Linked DNA regions of Zea mays: region 2 is linked to region 1. A link is a contact called in public Hi-C data. All regions are on one chromosome and are shown on one strand. The core of a region is the stretch at or near the end of the contact, and the rest is flanking DNA. Distances in the headings are between cores, read along the strand shown. Region 1 holds the start of LOC100283314 (VQ motif family protein). Region 2 holds the start of LOC100193995 (oligomeric Golgi complex component-related protein).

Evidence for each region. A called contact is a pair of places that touch in the nucleus more often than the background predicts.
Region 2: a contact with region 1 is called in a Hi-C map of leaf, with 6 times the contacts expected there. The contact joins the promoter of LOC100193995 here to the promoter of LOC100283314 in region 1. A contact is called at or near these places in 2 of 25 Hi-C or Micro-C datasets (ear and leaf).

Annotation. Positions count from the first base shown.
Region 1 is chr9:115,059,944-115,063,134 of Zm-B73-REFERENCE-NAM-5.0, forward strand. It overlaps LOC100283314 (VQ motif family protein), which reads left to right and starts at 1,679. Exons shown (of 1, transcript NM_001156216.2): 1 at 1,679-2,730. The coding sequence starts at 1,769. The coding sequence ends at 2,470. It overlaps LOC103638876 (glycosyltransferase-like KOBITO 1), which reads left to right. Exons shown (of 7, transcript XM_035962844.1): 7 at 1-276.
Region 2 is chr9:115,472,622-115,475,812 of Zm-B73-REFERENCE-NAM-5.0, forward strand. It overlaps LOC100193995 (oligomeric Golgi complex component-related protein), which reads right to left and starts at 1,712. Exons shown (of 10, transcript NM_001352022.1): 1 at 1,425-1,712; 2 at 511-600; 3 at 282-401; 4 at 104-205. The coding sequence starts at 1,712.

The DNA.
Region 1 (3,191 bases), core at 429-2,928:
GAACGCGCCACTGCTTTGTCATGACGACTTGACGACGCTGTGAGGTTCTGGAGGCGTTATTAAGCATGGACTCGGGTTGTTTAACCATGCTAGGTGATACAGCGCCCGATAGGGCGCTATTTTTTCTAGTTTCTTTAATGTAGCCTGCAGTCTGCACGCTGTGCCATTGTGGATAGATCGATCGAGCCTGGTGCATATGCCCCACCATATATATGTTTAATTAACCTTGCACGTTAAAGAGTCCCTTTCCATAATCAAGGGAAAAAACTTAAAAAATGACGGTCAAATTTTCTACTATTGAGCGTGGGTTTAACTCTGACGGATCTAGAATGTCACATGCCAACGGTGTTTTTTTTTTGAAGTGGTCTAAGAGTTGATAGATTTTATATGTATCCACGATGGCTTTGCCAATCTAAAAAATCTGACGATTCAGTCTATCGGGGTTAATATGCACAAATGTATGTTAGGGCTATATATTCTTTTAGTAAATGGATATCAAGCTCACAATAAGCTGGTCTATTAAGGGCTTGTTTGATTAGCTCTCAATCTATATAGATTGAGTGAGTTTAAATATCAAGTAAGTCAAAAATTTTCTTAATTTTTTTCCAATTCTATTTAATCTATGTGTAATAAGAATAACCGAACAAGACATAAATAGATCTGATTTAGAGCTGTGCAGTGCAGCTAATCTTTATCCTAACTAGGTGGACGTGGATCCAAGCACATCCACCAAGCGGGTCAGTATCGCTACGACAGCTGGGCGATCATGGAATTAGAAAGTTCAACGCCACGAGCGCACCCCACAGCGCGCGGCAAGTGTCCATCGACCGGGGTAATAATGTTTATTAGAGGAGCATGAGACCCGTCGACCGGGGTAATGTAAACACGATCTCCGAGGTGGATCCTGAGAGCGACATGTCCATCGGCCGGTCTCCCCAGAAATGGCATGTGCTGAATTCACCGTCGCCGCTCGATTCTTCCAACCGGACGGACACACACCGACGGAATCGCCGGCGTCCGCCTCCATCCTCCGGCAGTGCGTTGCGTTGCGTTGCGTGGCCCTCAATCTCTTCCGTGGCTTCCGCTGAAGCTTCGTTAACTGCAGGTGCAGCACAAGCTTAGTGCTGGGTTGATCGGATCCGCCGCCGGCTGCCCGCCTCCACATGCTGCGGCTGCGCGGGAGAAAAGACCAGCGTCGCGCGCACGCACGCACGCGAACCGGACGGCCGCATGGGTATTGGGTGGGATGCAATGCGACGCCATGCGGCAGCCGAAATCCCCATCCAGAATCAAGACGCATCGACGTGCTGCAGAGCGACGTGACAGCCCGATGGAGCTGCGGGCCCGGCTGGCTGCCAACCCCGAGCCGAGCACCCGGCGACGACGACGACGCCGCGGCGGTCCCGGAAGGCCGCAGCACAGTGGCGCGGGCCCCACGTGCCCGCTGGTGTGTGGGCCGCCAGTCCACCACCTGTCCCGCGCGCGGGGGAGCGGAGCGGATCAGCGACGCTTCTCGGAAGGTGGGGGGAGCAGATGGGCTACGCTAGGCAGGACCGCGACACGTTGGCCAATCTCGGGCGTTGGCTAGAGGAGCACGTCGATCCGACGGATGGCACAGCCTGGTGGACCGCTGGCTGGGTCACTATAAATGGCCAGGCCCCGCGGCCGTGTCCAACTCCTCTTCCGACACACACACTCGTCGACGAACGACGACGACGAGCACGAGCACGAGCAGCGCCTGACGCTCGGCTCCGACCCGCGCGCGTCGATGGCGATGAGTGACACAGGCTCGAGCTTCGCGCAGTGGGCCGCGCTCTACCACCACCACCACCACGACGCCGGGCCGGTCCTGCTGCCCCCCGACGACGACGCCGGCACCACCGCTGCGGCCGCCGCCGTAGCGAGCCCGACGTCGGGCGGGTCCAGCGGAGGAAGCCCCACCAAGGCCGGGGCCCATCTGCTGCACGGGGTAGAGGGGCCGCGGATCGGGAAGCCGGCGGCGCGGCGGCGGTCCCGCGCGTCGCGGCGCGCGCCCGTGACGCTGCTGAACACGGACACGGCCAACTTCCGTGCCATGGTGCAGCAGTTCACGGGCATCCCCGCGCCCCCCGCGGGGGCGTTCGGGGCCCCGGTCATCAACTTCGCCGCCGACTACGGCTTCCCGCCGTCCTCGGCCGCCGTCATGTCCTTCGACCACCAGCTGCACCGGAGCCAGCACCCCGCGCCGCTCCAGGAGCAGCTCCGCAGGCAGCAGCAGCAGCAGCAGTACGCCGGCGCGGCGTCGCCATTCGGCTATAGCAACGGCGGCGGCGGCGGCCTGCTGCAAGACGGCGGCGACGTCTTCGCCCCCGCCGCCTCCCACGGGTTCGCCGCGTCGGCGGAGGAGAGGATGTTCCTGCAGAGCATCCAGGCGGCCCAGATGCCGCACATGCCCGCCGCTAACACTAGCACTAATGGCTTCTTTGCTTGACCAAGGCTCGACGGGCATCCACGCCACGTGCATGGAATGGAAGCTTGGGAAGGGGAAGCGAAGATTAGCAGCAGCCAAAAAAAAAAGGGTAATCAGAGTCAGTTAAGTTTCTCCTGGTTGTGTGTAGTTAGTTTGCTCCTCCGCTTGCTTAATTCGCGCAGCCTTGTTTCTCCGCTGGCTGCAGAGACGATGTAAATATCTTGTGTTTCTGATGATGTGGTAGTCTGTGTCCTAGCAGCAGCTCATCTAGTCACTTTCACGGAGGTTAATTGCCTGCTACTACTCAGCTCCGATCCTCCGAGATTTAAACGTAGCTTTCGTACGTGTGTCGATCCTTCGGTGTGACGATGTCGATCCTTCGGTGGCGGCGAGGCGAACATATCTACGTCTTGATTGCGCTCGGTTGCCCGGGTCCGGAAGCAAAGGCCGTGGCGGCCGCCACACCCATGGATCACATGTTGTTTTCGCGCGCGTTTCCATTCCATCCGCTGCGCCGTCGTGTTCCTGAGCCGCAGGGGCCCGCGGGGACCCGAGGTGCAAGTGCAACGCACCTCGCAGGCGTGACGTGCGGCTGACCCGAGCGAGGTCAAGGTCAGAGATGTCATGCTGAGGGTTTGTTGCGACACCAGTTAACTAGCATAGTTCGATCTGGATTATGGACTGTGAGAGGTCTGAAACTCTGTGATATGATATCAGCAGGGTTGGTTTGGTTCGTTTCTTA
Region 2 (3,191 bases), core at 462-2,961, 410 kb after region 1:
AGACATAATGTATTTTAGGTGCATAGCAGAAATTATGTATCTAGAAAAGCCAAAACGACTTAAAATTCGGAACGGAGAGAGTATTGTTTTGTGGGGATTATACCTTGCGATTAGAAAGTGCATCTACTAATCGAGGCTGCACCATTTCATCTAGCCTTTCTTCCAATACTTCAAGTTGTTTTCTGACGTTTGCAAACTCGGCAACCTGAAAGAAACCTTGTTATAAGCAAAACAAACAGGCTGTGTATGCAGCTCATGGCTTTTTACAGAGAGTATGACACCTCTCCAACTGCTGACAAGCAATGTCTCATAGTTGCCAGGGTTTCTGCAGCTTTTGGAAGATTGCCACTAGAAAACACATCCTCAACACTCTGGCTCAACTGAGCTAACCCAGCAGCATCCTGCCATTCCATCAAATGAACTCTTAAAAATAATAAACAAGAATTTACCACATTAGTAAAACTATACTCCAGTGGTGTGCCATGGTCTACAACTCCAGATAGACCTTACCTGCAATGTTGTGTATGCGGCTTCCATGCGCTGTTTCACAGTGTCAATACGCGCTAGTGCAGCTATTGATTCTGCGGATGAGCCCTCAGCCTGGATGGAAATATATTATATAACCATGAATACTTTGTTAGTTGTCGCCTTAGCAAAAATGTAGCTGGAACAGAATACAGTATATCAAGATAGAGTGAGCTTGGGCAGAGGGATAGACTGCAAACCCCCGAGAGATTAGTTTGGTGTACAAGAATGGTTCTCTCACGGTCACACAATGACACAACTGAAGGCCAAGATTTTATTTTCCTTGCATATTGTTGTACTGGAATTTTTATCACCTCAGTATGTAAGCATTACTAGAACTCCATGGCTCTTTGCCTTTTTTTTGGCAAGCAAAGAAAAGTTCTATGCAGATTGCCTTCGAATCTGAATGTCTGAATTGCTCCTAATTTTAACTCTTACAATACGCTCAAGTTTGTAAGTACATAAAATGACAATATCCAAATTAGTCCGCATGACATCTAATGCAACTATGTCAGAGTGTAGCTTAGTTTCACAAAACCCGGAGGCCCAAAACATTTCGAGATAAACTTTCAACTGGTAGCAGATTTGGGCAACGAAATCTGAACATAAACTAATCAAACTAAATGACTCACTCGTGAATTTCGTACTACTTGTACGCTAGTACGCTACAATTGTACTCATGTCGTATCCAAGGTGAAACCCAGGCAGATGAAATCAGACTTGACTAGACATGGATGTGAGATCCAGATCCATCTGAAATATACGTGCGAAGAGACTACGCGCGGTAAGCTATTCCAGAGCTCGAAGCAATCCATCTCGGTTTCGCGTAATAAACCCACGGGATTGTTAGTGAGTCCCAGATCCAATAAGGAGAAAGCCACAGGGACGGAGGCGCGTACCAGGGAGAGGGACTGGAGGACGGAGGCGAGGTGGGAGCGTAGGGCGACGGCGTCGTCGCGGAGGCGCAGCGCGTCGCGGCATGCCAACGGGACGCGGCGGAGGGCGTCGCCGCTATCCCTCTCGAGCGCGGCCGCGGCGTCGTCGGCCGCGGAACGCAGGCGCTCCTCGGCGTCGGCGAGGAAGCGATCGAGAGGCTCCGACGGGTGCCGCGCGTCCAGCGCCGCGTTGATCCACCGCTTCGGGTCGAAGCCCTCCGCCCCGAACTCCGACGCGTCCACGACCACCATTTCCGGTGCACGTCGGGAGAAAGCGCGCGGGTTCCCTTCACTGCTTCTCTGTCTCGGCTCCTCGGGTGTCTGCACACTGCACTCTGCAGGGGAGTAGGGACGAAGAGTTTTTTTTTTTTTTTTGTTTGCTATTATAAACCTTATTAGAGCATCTCCAACAACGTGAACTATAAAAATGCCTTATAATTTAAAAATAAGTAAATTTTATAGAATTTAGGGCACCAACAAAACACCCCGCTCCAACAGTAAAGCCCCAAATCTAGATTATAGGGCAGCCCACTACGGTGTAGTATATTTGAGGCACTTGAGAGGGTGCCCTATAGTTTTTTGACAAAATTTGTTGAATTGAGGCACTGTTGGAGTAGTTTTTCCTGTGTAGAGCACTATATTTCAATTTGAGGCATTAGTTTGAGGCATTGTTGGAGATGCTCTTATATAACCGGCTTCGACACAATAATATATATAATTTAGGGCGTGTTTAGTATGACTTCAGAGCAAAACTCTAAAGAGGAGCTGGTAGAGTATGTCAAACACCTTAACTCCAGAGTTGTAAACTCTATGGAGTTTTTGGAGTTGCAGTATAATTTTTTGGAGTACCTCTTTTGCTGCTCCGAAAACTCCAAAAAAACAACGAGATTGGAGTTATTTACCCGCCACTACCACCGGTTATGAGAAACAATTTAAACTCTAGAGCAGAGCTGCTCCATCCAGAGTTTTGGAGTAGAGCTGTTCTAAGATGGAGCAGAGCAATGCCAAACACGCCTTAGTCTTCAATAAAACAACAATCTCCACTGTGATACACCATTATAATAAAATTATGGATCAATTTAAATCTTTTTTATTTTATTTCCCCTTTTTCTGTGACACGAGTAGACTATTTTGTCCTCTCTGTGCATCGTATCTCTGGCATCGGATGCCATTGTAGAGTTCTGATATCTCACCAATTGCTTGCCAGCTGCTTGTAAAAATTGAGACTGTGGCACAAGAAGACCATGAGAAGACTTGTGAAAAATTCATTGCCAGTTGCAAAAACCTGAGACTGTTTACAAAAAATCTGAAACTGGTTGTAAAAACTGAAGACTGGTTTCTTGCCCGATACAATTAAATAGGACTATCGGCAAAATTTATTGTACTGAGCAACAATTAAATAGGACGCTATTGTTACCCCTTGTAACATCTCACACGAATTAAATAGCAACAATTAAATAGCACCATATAAGGTCTCACACGAATAAGCTTTCACAAAAAGTTTTCACAAGAATAAGTTTCCAGCAACGATGCTGCTACGGCGCAAGTTTTCACAAGAATAAGCTCGTTTGGACGCCTAGAGATGAAACCTTTTCCAAGAAATAAATTTCAAGAAATGTATTATATAGAATTCAATCGACTAGAAAGTGATTCAATTCCATTATTTTTGTTTGGTTGTACAAGCAATTGAATTCCTAGAATTAAATTCTAGATGTTGTTTGGATACTTTGC